Linked DNA regions of Mus musculus: all the other regions are linked to region 3. A link is a contact called in public HiCAR-type and HiChIP or PLAC-seq data. All regions are on one chromosome and are shown on one strand. Each heading gives the region's core, a stretch centred on a gene start, on an enhancer-like site or on the middle of the called end of the contact. The rest is flanking DNA. Distances are from core to core; before and after follow the strand shown. Region 1 has its middle 13 kb from the start of Ctr9. Region 2 has its middle 16 kb from the start of Gm21123. Region 3 has its middle 12 kb from the start of Wee1.

The links. HiCAR-type assays count read pairs that join an accessible place to other places. HiChIP or PLAC-seq counts read pairs in DNA pulled down with a chosen protein or histone mark.
Region 1: a FOXA1 HiChIP or PLAC-seq map of pancreatic cancer cells shows a contact between it and region 3. The contact joins two enhancer-like sites. A contact is called at or near these places in 1 of 39 promoter capture datasets (the C10 cell line) and 2 of 115 datasets of contacts at active chromatin or transcription factors (embryonic stem cells and pancreatic cancer cells).
Region 2: a contact with region 3 is called in a HiCAR-type map of fibro-adipogenic progenitors, with 2.8 times the contacts expected there. The contact joins two enhancer-like sites. A contact is called at or near these places in 2 of 484 Hi-C or Micro-C datasets (adipose-derived mesenchymal stem cells and uterus) and 2 of 115 datasets of contacts at active chromatin or transcription factors (fibro-adipogenic progenitors and pancreatic cancer cells).

What each region holds. Positions count from the first base shown.
Region 1 is chr7:111,013,404-111,018,349 of GRCm38.p6, forward strand. No RefSeq gene overlaps it. Among named protein-coding and RNA genes, the nearest start is that of Ctr9, 13 kb to the right of the region's middle. Within about 2 kb of position 1,713, at least 50 of the 459 cell types and tissues checked have an H3K27ac peak or open chromatin away from gene starts, as enhancers often do. A contact at or near this core is called in pancreatic cancer cells, where this site is marked.
Region 2 is chr7:110,713,223-110,717,822 of GRCm38.p6, forward strand. It overlaps the pseudogene Gm18907. Among named protein-coding and RNA genes, the nearest start is that of Gm21123, 16 kb to the left of the region's middle. Within about 2 kb of position 2,454, at least 108 of the 459 cell types and tissues checked have an H3K27ac peak or open chromatin away from gene starts, as enhancers often do. A contact at or near this core is called in fibro-adipogenic progenitors, pancreatic cancer cells and uterus, where this site is marked.
Region 3 is chr7:110,107,604-110,112,468 of GRCm38.p6, forward strand. No RefSeq gene overlaps it. Among named protein-coding and RNA genes, the nearest start is that of Wee1, 12 kb to the right of the region's middle. Within about 2 kb of position 1,823, at least 283 of the 459 cell types and tissues checked have an H3K27ac peak or open chromatin away from gene starts, as enhancers often do. A contact at or near this core is called in fibro-adipogenic progenitors, pancreatic cancer cells and uterus, where this site is marked.

The sequences.
Region 1 (4,946 bases), core at 463-2,962, 910 kb after region 3:
TTCTCCTCCAAAGAGCCTACCCAAAGCAGATCACATGAACAGTCTGAGTTCAATCAAGGCCGTTCCCTCCTGGAGAGGCACCCACAAGCTTTTGAGCCAAAGAACCCTAGACGGGAGGCTGAGCTCCACTCTGTGTTGAGCAGAAGGCATCCTCTCTGAGACATCTTCATAATCCATCTTCCAAGCAGGGTAAGTAATGCTCACCCTCAGAGTGGCTAGAGAGATTGGAGGGAGGAGCAGGGTGACAGCAAAGATTTTCCGCCCTCCAAATCCAAAGGCACTGGCCTGACTCTCATCTCGGCCTCTACAAAATATTAAGATCCACTTAGAGAGCCAGTCTTCCCCAGGGTTTGAATTGTGTCACTCTCTTTAGAAGAGAGAGAGAGAGAGGCTGCCATCCATCCTGGTTTAAGCACAACTGTCTTCTCCTACATGAAGTTCCATGAACTGCACACAGTGCCTTGTGGTCACACTAAGGATCAAGAGACCAAAAGGAAAGGAGGGAAAGCAGAGGCTGGGCCTGTTCCCGGCCTTCATCAAGAGCTCCGACGGGAGCTGCTTCTCACTGAGAATCCTGGATATAAGAAACAGAAAAGCCCAATATGAACGAATTAAAGACACACGGCAATGTGGTATCAGAACCTAAAGTCGAGAGGTGGCATAGGCTGTCCCAAGGCTCCAAATACTGGGGTGGTGGAAAACCACTGCCAGCTCTGTCTGCAAGCCTCTTGTCTGCACATCTCCATCAGCGTTTTCTGACTTGGCCTTTTCTTGGGGGTAACAGAGCAGCAGCCGACAGCTTCCACAGCTACTTCCTCCCTCATTCACTCTTAGAACAGCTGCAGCCACCAAGGCGATGTAGAGGGGCTGAGGTTGTGTTGGTACCATTAGCTGAGAGTTGGTTTGATCCTAGACTTAAATCACACTGTTGCTCTCTCTGCACACGGACATGGAGGTGAGAAAGAGGAACTTGGAATGTATCCATAAAACCCACTGCAGAGCCCCACCCCCTGGTGTGTTAGACTGTGAGTTAGTATGTATGCATGATAGGTCGTGGGTAGCAGGTGTATGCCTTTGAGCACATGAGTGAATGTTACATGGATGATATGTGCACATAAGTACATGCACGTGGCTTGTGGATTTATGTTGTGGTTCACATTTATGCAAAGTGTGTGAATTGAGAAACCAAAATCAGTTTCCATGCAAGACCTTGCACTCTGGTCACTGCTGCTGTGGCCTCGATGGCCCCCAATGACCTGCTGCAAAATCCCCTTCCCCAGCAGCACCTGTGACAGGTTGGACATATAAAACAAACACTAAAACCTGCTGAAAGAGAGAGAGAGAGAGAGAGAGAGAGAGAGAGAGAGAGAGAGAGAGAGAAGGAAAACTAGTTTAGAGAACGAAAGAAAGTTATTTCCAACCATGTATGTCCTGGGACCAGCACTTTAACCCTTCCTAGCTCCCTGCCTGGCTGAAGCAAAAAGGGCCCCAAATCCCACTTGTAGTCACTACATCCAAGTGTGAGGCAGCCCCGTTGTCACATCCACCTCCACCCGTCTTCCCACCTTATTTTTCTTTTTCCCAGGGACCCACAGGAAGACACTGGCACTCAGTGCTGTATCAGCAGATCTCAACACTCTGTCTTGACTCTTGTAAGCACCAAGTTCAGCTGAGATCTAGAGAAGCCCATGCAATGGCCGGAAGTCCCTGCTTTGCATGGCCCTCTGCTGCCCCCTGCTGGACTATACAGCCTCTGGCTCCCCAGCAACTACCCATTCATCGACCCTAAAACAAGGCTCACCAACACTTCACCCACCCAACACTACTCACTATGCTGGATCCTGTGAAAAGTCACCTTTCTTTTTTTTTTTTTTTTATTACGTATTTTCCTCAATTACATTTCCAATGCTATCCCAAAAGTCCCCCACACCCTCCCCCACCCCCACTCCCCTACCCACCCATTCCCAATTTTTTGGCCCTGGCGTTCCCCTGTACTGGGGCATATAAAGTTTGCCTGTCCAATGGGCCTCTCTTTCCAGTGATGGCCGACTAGGCCATCTTTTGATACATATGCAGCTAGAGTCAAGAGCTCTGGGGTACTAGTGAAAAGTCACCTTCTTGTTCCAAGGATCCTGTCCTTGATTTGTTTCTAAAAAAACCAAAAAGGTAAAGATGGGGTAAGGCTACTTTACAGAGTCACAGTCGAGTTAAAGAGTGTAGCCATTCCTGAATCAAACTTACTGTATGCCTGCTGTTTGCTAGATACTATGTCAGAACCAAGGAAAGGAAAGAAACAAAAAAAGGAACAATCCTTGGTGCTTCTTGCCCTGAATCAACACAGCAGTGAGTCAGGCTGACAATTAAAAAAACAAACAGACCTGCAGTGGGGTGGGAGGGTAAGGGGGCACTGGACAGGGAGAGGCAAGGAGCCAGGAGAGATGAAGCCAGAAGCGCATTGGGGCCAGGCTGTCCTGTAAAAGCACAGGAGGCCACAGAAGGCTGCAAAGGAAGACTGGGAGATGGTGCCTGTCCCTCTTTCTGCCCGCCCCTGGTGGACCCCTCCAGGCTCTGGGAACCGGCATCCCTCAGGGTCTGTCTCCTGCTCTTTTCTGTCTACATTTCTTGCCCCATTGTCGTGATTCTAAACAAGATCTGTATGGTGGCTGGTGTCTCCGTGTAGACCTCTCTGCAGACTGCAGATGAAATAAACACTTTTCTGCCTACATGTGGGTTTCCTAGGCACCCGCCCTCTTTATTTTAACTTTTTGGTTAGTACACAGAGAGGAATCACACTGTGATGTGTTCATACACATTCCTTGTTTCTCTGCCCCACATACACTGCCCCCCCATGCACAAAGCCCCATTCGCTGGTCCCTTTCCTTCCCACATGGTCCCCATTCTGTGACACTATATTCCATGGTCATCTTCCCACCTTCCATCCTCTTCTCTCATGGTCTCATTTCTTCTTTCATGTCATACACACACACACCATATATACACACAAATTTTTTTCTCTAGATTTTGTTTGTATCAAGTGAAAATACATAGTACTTGTCTTTCTCTGGCTAATTTTGCTTAACACAATGGTCTCTAGTTCCATCTACTTTTCTGAAAATGTCATAATTTCATTCTTTACAACTAAACCTAATCCCACTGTGTATCCGTACATTTCCGTCTCCGTGAACCTGTTGATGGGCGTCAAGGGTGGCTTCACTACCTGGCTGTTGGGACTACAGCAGAGGAAGCCTGGATGTACAAGTGTCTCTGAGGTACAGTGAGCTTTTTAATAAAAACCCAGCCCAGCAAGGTCCCAGCGCCTTTCTCCTGTAACTCACCCCATCTCAGCAAATCCAATACTCTCTGAGATCTTAGAATGTCAATAAGCCCAAATGCGGTGTTAAGTCCTTCAGTGTTCCTTGAGCCACCGGCATTTTAAACACATGTGTTTAGGTGGCTAGGTGAACGGTTCAGAAAGGCTGTGCATGGCAAGGCGCTTCAGGAATTAGCCTCCGTTCCTTCCTGCTCTCACTCTGCACCCAGTCTTGACTTCCCTTCCTTTCTTTCTCCACTGCTCACACAAATGATCAACACCTTCCCGGGCCTGGTCCACACCAGGTGTGGCTCTCTCGGTCCTCCCACCACCCTCCACATGACAGTCAGAATGTCATTGCTATTCTTTGGGAATCTGCAGCTTGTCACACACACCACACCCCCACGCTTCAAATCTAGAGGTTTTACCAAATCTGGCCCACATTGCTAGAGAGATGGCTCAGCTACTAAGAGCACTTGTGGCTCTTACTGTGGATCTGAGTTTGGATGACAGCATCCACACAACAACTCACAATCATCTGTAACTCCAGTCTCAAGGAATGCAACTTTCTTCTAACCTTCCTGGACATAAGGCACATGCATGATACACAAACATACATGCAGGCAAAATACTCATGCACATAAAACAAAATAAATAGTCTAAAAATGCATTTTAATCTAGCCTTCTTTCCAAAACATCTCATCCTTTTTTCCCTGTTTCCCATGCTCATGACACGGGTCCTTCATAGTCCCTTCAAACAGGAACTGGAATTGTCTCCTGCCTTCTCTTCAGGCATGCCACTTCTTTACCCAGGACACTCCTGTCTGCTCTTTATGAAGCTGACTGTGTCTTATTCACCTAGCTAACAAGACCTCCCCTGTCTCCTCTATACCAACTGTCTTCCCATACCAAGATGGACTTTGAAGTTCCAACCAATAAACAGGTTACAGGAAGAAAGTACTAAAGCCAAAGAAAAATCAGCACTCAACCCAAATAGCAGGTGTACTGTACAGGGAAAGTGTCAAAACAGGGCTAAGGAGGGGTGGGGTGCCATCGCCAAAGCCCAGCCCAGCCCTGAGTAGCCTCCACTGTTCAGAACCTAGAGACGAGGCAGCTGCCTGCCACCTTTGAGGTTACATGAGTTCTTGTCTCACTCATTACCTCCCACAGTCACTCCAGATGAAAGAATGTTCAGATGGAGACACTAACTCATAAAGTCACTTAAAATGCAAATTATTTTATTACCAATCCAAGAAAAATAAAGGCTCTTCTGAGATGACTATAAAACCCAGGGGCCTTAAAGAGAGACACCAATAAATTTGCACAAATAGCAATATTATTTGGGTCTAAAAAGAGAAGTTCACTCAAAAGACTAACTTCCAAACCAGAGAAAAATATATCTTAGAACAAACTTGTCAAAAGAGTTCTTTCCTTAAATAAACAGAACTGATATAAATGAGTTTTTTTTTAAAGAAGCCAATAGAAAGCCATGCCAAGTATAGAAATATTTATAGAGAAATAAATGGAGAAGACCCTGAACATATGGGAAGATGTTCTCCTACGGTATAATTAAAGAAATTAACATGGTGTGTTTCCAGTTAGCAAACTGGGAAAACAAAAGACCAAAAGCCTCTGT
Region 2 (4,600 bases), core at 1,204-3,703, 610 kb after region 3:
TATAAGGTTATTGAAGCTTACACACAATGTTTACCTCTCTTTTCTCTCTGCATCATCCCTTCTCTCCTCCAGAAAACATCAAAGATGTCCTCAAGGGACTCTCCAGTACCACCATCTCTTCCTCTAAATTACTTGTCTGCCTTTTTTGATACACAATTCTCTTGGTAGCAGAAGCAACATTTTAGCTTGGGGGGGGGTACTTCTCAACTCTTTCTTGATGGTGTTGGGTTTGATTTCCCAAACATCAAAATAACTAATTTCTTTCACCATGTTCTACAGCTTGTGAGTGGGCTAGGCATGCTAAGTGAGTGTAGTAGTGTGGAGCTTAGGCAGCCACCATCCTCTGCCTCTCACCAACTATTCTAGAAGGTTCCATGTGAGCTCATTCTAATATCATTTGATACAGGATGACTTGCCTGCTCCATTGTGTTGAGCTGTCATTGTGTTTATCTGTACCCAACAGTCAGCTGCCTCTTTCATTTGTGTTCCTTTGGTTGGTTGTATGAGTCACTGGGGATTGATAGGATATAGCAAGTCGTCTCCTCTGGAATTTATCCCTGATGTTCTAGGGAAGTATGCTGATATTGCAAAACCAAGTCCTGTCATGTAAACACGTCCCAGAGTATTGTGGGTCATCCTTCCTTCATCAGCTCATCAGTCCATGATCCAGCCGAGCCCAAGCAGCTCTGCCCTCAGTGAAGAGTGAGGGAAGTAGGCCACATTCCTCAGCCATTTGGTTTTCATTTTCCATCTCATCATTCAGGAAGGTATTTCCTGAGTGCACTCATGGGTGAGTTTTCTCATCCAGGGGCTGAAATGACATTGTCCACATTTCTAAAATGGGTCTCCAAGGTTCCTGTAGGTACAGAGTCTATTCTCACGACTCCCCATTTCTTAGGCATGGTTTCCATTACTTTTTGCTCAAAACTAAAGTTATCCCATCCAACCATCATTTATCAATTCACCCATCATCCATGCATTACCTATACATCATCATCTATCCATCTATCCATCTAGGCAGCCAGCATCCATCCATCCATCCATCCATCCATCCATCCACCCATCAGTCCATCCACCCATCAGTCCATCCATCCATTTGTCCATCCATATACCCTCTGTCCATCCATCCATCCATCCATCCATCCATCCATCTATCCATCCATCCATCCAGGAAAATTCTCTGCCAGGATCTGAGATAGACAGTAGGAACATGGTGTGAGAAATGCTCTCTTCCCTCAAGGAATATTGTTCTCTCCCCTGAACTCCAGGGTTCTGATTCCCAGGGCTCTCTGAAGTGCCTATTTCCAATCTATGCTCATGAGAAGCAATAGCAGGGAAGACTGACAAGAAACAGGCAAGCATATAATTATTGTTAAAATATGCCTTGTGTTGGCTAAATGCTATGTAGGAAATAAAGGGAAGACCAAAAGGGAGCAAGAGGGTGTCAGCATAAGCTCTCTGGGAGGAGACCCTGAGATCTGAAAACTGTACTAGAGAATCAACAACATACACACAATCACAAAGAAGGGAAAAAAATGTTAAGGCCACACCTAAAATCCCAGTGCTTAGATGGTTGAAGCTAGGGGCTCAGGAGTTCAAAGTCATCCTTGCCTGCATTGTATTTGTGACCAACCTGAGCTACATAGTGAAACTCTCTCTTTAAAGAATCTAAGGCTCCGAGGGAGTAAAGAAAATATGTTATAGAAAGACCGGTTGAAGAATAGCACGGCAGAGAGTCGAATGAAGTGTGGTGAAGGTTGAATGCAGGAGACACAGCTGAGGCAAAATCTAAGGGAAGGTGAGTACCGGTCAGGAAGCTTCCACTAAAGGTCCTTACTCCAAAGTCTATGGGGAAGTGATGGTGGCTTGATCTCATCTCACGGGAGACACTTCTGAGCGTAGAGCTGGCAGTCCAGGGCAAGGGGCCTTCATGCCCGACTCCCAGGTTGCCCAAACCTGAGGTCATTAGATAGAGATAGCAAACAGGGTATCTTTGCAGAGTGGAGCCAAGTGTTCAGAGATCAGCTTTGGCTGCTGTCTTTGAGAGATTTGAGAAGCATCTGAGCATCTCCAGCAGATGGGAGCAGTGTGGGGGAACATGAAGTTGGTATCAAAGAGCTGCAGGCTGGGATGTGTGCTTATCGAGAAGAGGCAGGGTAGTGAGAGCTTTCTCATTCCATCCCCATAAACAGCCCTAGCATCCAGGCTCTGTAAAACTTCCAGAGCACAGGGCTCAGGGGTTGGGTTCTCTACTGTTCTTCTCCTTGGAGGGTCCCTGCAGGCTCAGGGCTGCTCGCAAGTGATGAGTCTGCTAGGGCAGGGAATTTTCCCTTCTCTAGGGGACTAGCTTTTCCGAGGATTGTTCTAAATTCCATTGGTGAGTCCTTGCTCAGTCCTGGAAACAGTTCCTCTTTATGTAAGCCCTCTCAGAAAGTGACAAATCCTGAAAGAATGCTTCAGTGTTCAGATGTAGCCCAGGCAGAGGGCACTGCTCACTGGCGGCTTGGAAGCAGGAACAGAGGATGTGCCACAGGCAGAGCTAGAAAATAGATGCAGGTGGCCTCTGAGTCACCAGCTCTAGTTGTGTGTGTGTGTGTGTGTGTGTGGCACTCATAGTCCTCCCCATGTTCCAGACAGAAAGGGGACATTGGAAAAGGAAGCGGCACGTCTCTTTGAGGGGTAGGAGAACACAGCGTGCCGCTCTGGCTTCCAGCTCAGGAACAATTTCTTGCTGAGGGCTTTGAATTTGCTTCGGGGCTTAGCACAAGGGACCTGGGTTCTTGCTGCCCCTATCCTGGGCTTTAGAGGACACACTGGGATGGGGCAGAGCCCTTTATGACTAGTTACTTGTCTTTGTTTACTAAACAGGGATCGCCAAGCAACTTTTTCAGGGAGGAAGGCTCCACCTTCCGATTGTGGGTGATCCTGACACTTGAACAGGGTCTCTCTCTCTCTTCTCCCCACCATATGGAATCAGTGGTGGATAAGGGACAAGTGTTGGCAATAACTATAGAATGTTGTTGGAGGGATAGAAAGATGGTAAGATGTGGAGACAGGAGGGTCACTAAGAGTTTGGGTGCAAGCCTGGGCTATATAATAAGTTCAAGGGTAGCCTGGGCTACAAAGTGAAACTGTCTTAAAAACCAAAAAAGTACCAACCAATCAACCAATCAATCAAACAAACAAATAAAGCCAAAAGTAATACCAGCATCAACTTGCAGAGATGGATCTTGGTGGCCTTCTCCCTCATTGGCCTTCCTCCCATCCTCAACTACTTCACCTTGGGGTTAAAGCCAGTCCTACCTCTAGGGATGAGACAAAACAAAAGAGGCAGGAAGTTTATCCATGGGTTTCTCTGGGTATATTGCAGCTCAGGAATGGTGGGCCCTGAATCACTATCTAGGGAACCCTACCCCTTCCCTTTCTTCTCTTTCTTGTGAGCTGTCTCTTGTTGATGGATCTCAAACCCAGGTCCTCACACTCTGAACTGCCTCCTCTTGGGAGTTTTACAGTTAGGACACCTCTCTTGGACCTACATTTAGTGACTGTCTGTTCTTCAGTCCATGCTTGGCCTGCCTCTGCTGCTTCTCTGCTCTCCCTCCTAGATCCGTCCTGGCTCTGCTGGCTCAAGCCGCTCACCCCGTTGCCTCCTTGGGAGCTCTACCGTCGCTGGCTGCTCTCTGAAGCTGCTTTCCTCTTAGAGCTTCCTGGCCTACCTCTGACCTCCTTTCAAATGTCACTTGAACTGTAGCCTCTGTACATCTTACAGCAGCTAGACCTTCTTCACCTGCCTCTCTTGGTCCACTCTCCTCCTGGGCTCAGTTTCTTTCCAGAGCCTTTTCTCAACACAGAAGGTATTAGATCTCAGTCTGCACGTTCCCTGTCTCTCCTGCTTGAGTGTGGTTGTCTCCTTTGTTGCTGCATTCTCAGCACCTAGAAGAAAACTTGGCCTATACACACATTCGGTAAAGATTTGTTGAATAAGCAAGTGAGTCACTGTGCAATGGAAATCGAGGTCTTGGTGACTGTCTCGTTCTGATATGTAATCTTTGATGTGGATGCTTGACCTTAGTGTCAACTTTGTTTTTTTTTTTTAATTAAATCCATTTTCTAGTAGCATTCTCCGATGGCTGCAAGAGACTCAGCACTGGATATGAGTCAGGCTCTTCCTGGAAGGGTTGCAAGGAGCAGATGCTCAGCCTGGTACCCAGGGCCCTTGATGTCCTCGAAGTCCTCCATGCCACTGAGGGACGCTAAGGTTGCACCCTTGTTTATGGATGAAGTAGAAGAAAAGAGTGTATTATTATTACTCAGGTTATCCAGAGGGGTAGAACCTGTGTGTGTGTGTGTGTGTGTGTGTGTGTGTGTGTGTGTGGTGTGTGAGAGAGTGAGAGAGAGAGAGAGAGAGACAGACAGACAGACAGACACCCAGAGAGAGAAAGAGAGGAAAAGAGAGTCAGAGACAGAAACAGACACACACAGAGACACAGACACAGACACAGACAAAGACACAGACACAGACACAGACAGACAGACAGACACACATGCACACACACACACACACAGATAGATCTCTGGGTGAGGTAGAATGCTTCTATAT
Region 3 (4,865 bases), core at 573-3,072:
CTGTGAGCCCAGCTGCCTGGTGCTCCTGCAGGACTGTGTGGGATGGTCCTGGACTGGTGGCTCCGGAAAGCCAGGAAGTGCTTCCTATATCGATAGCTGACTAGCTCTCAATGCAGTGAGATCATAACTCACACAGGTCTTACTCTTCTTTTATATGGCAAAAGAGCCTTTGAAGATGTAACTGGGAGACAGAGGGGCAGTGCTGGGCTTCCTGGGTGGGCGCATGCTCTCACAGTCCTTAAAAGAGACAGCAAGAAATGCTCAACTAGCAGAGGCAGAAGCTGGACTTGGATGCCTTGAGCTATACACTTGTAATCCTAGTACTCAGAAGGCTGAGGCAAGAGGCCAGCCTGGGCTAAATAGGCAGACCCTGTCACAAACCTTTATCTCTCTCTCTCTCAAAAAAAAGTCTCAAAAGGACTTTGTAGTGTATCACTGTATTGTTCCCAATATCCAATATTCCCAGTTGTTCTCAGTTCCCAATATCTGGCCTGTAGATAAATCTTAGTATGGATTCACTAAAGGAACTAACAAGGCAGCAATAGACATACTTTTGTATGTACTGTTCGTATTTTGCAATCTGCAGAAATGTTTCTATAAGGGCTCTGGGTCAAATAATACATTATCTCAGAAATCACTAAAACAGTCTTTTTTTTAAAAAATATTTATTTATTATATGTAAGCACACTGTAGCTGTTTTCAGACATGCGAGCCACCATGTGGTTGCTGGGATTTGAACTCAGGACCTTTGGAAGAGCAGTCGGTGCTCTTAACCTCTGAGCCATCTCTCCAGCCCCCCCCCCCTTTTTTTTAAAGATTTATTTATTATTGTATGTAAGTACACTGTAGCTGTCTTCAGACACACCAGAAGAGGGCGTCAGATCTTGTTACGTACGGATGGTTGTGAGCCACCATGTGGTTGCTGGGATTTGAACTCTGGACCTTCGGAAGAGCAGTCGGGTGCTCTTAGCCACTGAGCCATCACTCCAGCCCCTAAAACAGTCTTTAAAAACATTTTTAAAAACAAATTAGATCTGACTGATCTAGTAATGAGATCTGACTCCCTCTTCTGGTGTGTCTGAAGACAGCTACAGTGTACTTACATATAATTAAAAAAAAAAAAAAAATACCAGGTGGTGGTGGCAGTGGTGGGGCATGCCTTTGATCCCAGCACTTGGGAGGCAGAGGCAGGTGGATTTCTGAGTTCGAGGCCAGCCTGCTCTACAAAATGAGTTTCAGGACAGCCAGGACTATACAGAGAAACCCTGTCTTGGAAAAAAAATTTTTTCAGTAAAACATTTTAGTACTATTTATTTTTCTGTACGTGTGGGAACATCATGCCATAGAACACATATGGAGGGTGGTCCGAGGACAGCCTCTCCTGTAGCTGCCCCTGGAATGTTCTCTGCCCTCTCAGCTCTTCCAAAGCAACACTTCCTGTAGCATGTGTGATTTGTCTCCTGTTCTGACCTGTGTGAAGGCAGCCTGGAGGTGGTAGGCTAAGCATGATGTTTAAACATGAGACACAGTCATATGGGGACTTGGTTGTTGCACTTAGGAAGTGGTGTTTGTTTTCCTCTGTGTATGCATCTGGGCTTCCAACTGCCTGACCAAGTCACAGAGCTGGGTTCTCTTTACCTACCCAGCTGCTGGGTGAGCTCATCTTGATCCTATCTGCGGTGAAGCAGGGTCCTTTACAGAACTTTAAAACTTACCAGTGAGTCATCAGGCCCCGACAACAAAAGCCAAACACTGTTTAGTTGCTGCTAGAAACCAGCAAGGGAGGAACGGGAGGCCGGGAGGCAGCCGTCGCGCCCCTCCCCCTCCCCGACAAGGTTTCTGACTCACTGAAGAAGTCACCACGTCTTATGTACTGCTCCAACTTCAGCAAAGCCTGCTTAATTCATTACAGTGTGACCAGCCAACAGGAGCTGTCCTTGTTGCTCCTGGTGTGGTCACCCAGATCATTTCCTGTACATGTCACAAATCCCAGGGACGGGCAATTACTCGATTATCTGCTTTTCTAGTGGCTGATCTGTTTGGGACTCGGGATTTTTATTTAGGACATTTCTGTGATCTTTTTACTTAAAAATAAAATTAAAAAAAAGCATCCCTTTATGTCTTTGTTAAGAGCAAGGTAACGAGGATTGAACCCTGAGTTTTGTACATGCCAGCCACACACTCTCCCCTGCACTATACACCCCCAGCTCAAGAAGCGGGATGAGGCGGTGGGGGGTGGGGTTGTGATGGATTACAAAATTGCTACTGTGAGACTAGAAGTGTAGAACACTTGCCTAGCATGTACAGGGCTCTGGGTTTCATCCCCAGTATTGCAATAAAAATAAAAATTAATTTGGGTGGTGTTAGTGCATGCCTTTAATTCTAGGACTCCAGAGGCAGAGGCAGTTGGATGCCTGTAAATTCGAGGCCAGCCTGGCCTACATTGAGTTCTAGGACAGTGGGGATTATACAGAGGAACCCTGAAATGACCACAGAAAGCAAATAGGAAATACAAGAGTTAGTTTGGTTTGGTGCTCCATAGAGCTGCAAGTCTGAAATATGCTGCTTGTGAACTCTTATGTTGCAGTGATGTGACTGGGATTGGGGGTGGGGGCAGTCTGCATTTTCTCTTGAGAAAGGACTTCCTGTCTGATGGCCGAGAGCTGCAGAGATAACTGGAGTTAGCCTCCTCCCACTAATATGCTAGGTTACCGTCAAAATCCATGCTGCTTGCAGCCACCCTGGCCTCCCACCTACCCCTCCCCACACCCTATTTTGGCTTCATTTTAATTTTACCAGTGTTTTGCCTGCAAGTACGACTGTGCACCATGTGTGCCTTGTGTTAGTGGAAGATAGAAGAGGGCATCAGATCCCCTGGAACGTTGTGAGTTGCCATGTGGGTCCTTGGAACTGGACCAAGTCCTCTGGAAGAGCAGACAGTGCTCTTAATTGCTGACACAATTATGCATTTTTTCCCCAAGATCCTAAAATGTATCACTCTTTGTTGGATACCATTCTGATACTTTGTTTTTAATTGCTTACTGTTGGGTATATGCATGGTATGTGTGAGAGAGATAAAGGAGACAAAAAATTAGACTCTTGCTGTATAATAATTTCAAAAGTTAGATAGTTTGGAGGTTGTATACACCATGTTGGTATGTGTGAAGGCTCTTCCCAGTTGTAAACTTGACTATACATGAAATGAATGAGAAATGGAGGGCTCACCTGTGATCCAGATCTTTTTTTTAAGATTTATTTATTATTATACATAAGTACACTGTAGCTGACGTCAGAAGTACCAGAAGAGGATGTCAGATCTCATTATGGGTGGTGGTGAGCCACCATGTGGGTGCTGGGTTTTGAACTCAGGACCTTCAGAAGAGCAGTCAGTGCTCTTACCCACTAAGCCATCTTGCCAGCCCCCTGATCCAGATCTTGAGGCTGGAAGACACAGACTTTTTATCCAGATCTTGAGGCACAGTGGTCATGGAAAATTTAGGCCCAGGTGAGGGAGAACACGAATTTAATCCCAGGAGACAGAGGCAAAGCAGCTCTCTGAGTTCAAGGTCATCCTGGGAGGGTAAGTTTCAAGTAAAGAACAGTTTAGGCCCAGGTGTGGTGGTACACACCTTTAGACTGAGCCATGCCTTCTCCTGGAGGCTCATACAAAGACATTGGAGGAAGAAGGAAGACTCACTCTTCTTCAGGATTCCAGCTTATACTGAGTACTGGCTGCAACACCCGGCCTCATGGGACTGAGAAGTCAACTTTTGGTGTTTCCAGGTAAGAAATAGATAAGAAGCCTACTGCATTTCTGATTGCTCTGTATAAGGAGAATTCTCAAATGAAAGAAAGGCTACTTTGGGTCATTGTAAAAAGTAATCTTGGCCAGTGAATCAATTTCCAGACTTGAGCCAGTTTGCAGACCCAGAAGCCCTTGAAGGAAGGGGTAGCCAGGTTTCCCTGAGGAAGGACCTTGTTGATGAGACACCTAAAAGTTTTGCTGTTAGCCTTTCTCCAGTTCTTCCTCAGAGGGATCTACTTCCTTTTACAAGGGTAACTGTACACTTGGAGAAAAGTAATAATCAGAATTACCAGAGGTCTATTAGATCCTGGCTCTCAATTGACAATGATCCCAGGAGATCCCAAGAAACATGGTGACCCTCCAGTTAAAGTAGGGACTTATGGAGGCCAGTCAACTAATGGCAATTTGGCTGATGTCTGACTCAGTAGGTACAGTAGATCCCCAAATTCATTCTGTGGTCCTTTCCCCTGTTTCAGGATGTATAATTAGGATAGATATACTTAGAAACTGGCAAAATTCTCACATTGGTTCCCTTACCTTTGGCTATTAAGGTTGGCAAGGCTAAATGGAAACCTTTAGAGTTGTCTCTGCCAAAGAAAATAGTGAATCAAAACCAGTGTCATAGCCCGGCAGTGGTGGCACACACCTTTAATCCCAGCACTTGGAGGCAGAGGCAGGCGGATTTCTGAGTTCGAGGCCAGCTTGGTCTACAGAATGAGTTCCAGGACCACCAAGGCTACACAGAGAAACCTTGTCTCAAAAAACCAAAAAACCAAACCAAACCAAGCCAAAACCAGTGTCATATTCCTGGAGGAAATGCAGGAATTAGTGCCACCATCAAGGACTTAAAAGATGCAGGGGTGGTGGGTCACACCACATCTCCTGTTAACTCTCCTATCTGGCCAGTGAGTGCAGAAGACAGATGGATCATGGAGAATAACAGTTGACTATTGAAAACTAAATCAAGTAGTAACTCTGATTGCATCTGCTGTACCATGTAGTTTTCTTTTCTTTTCTTTTCTTTTTTTAAAGATTTATTTATTATTATACATAAGTACAC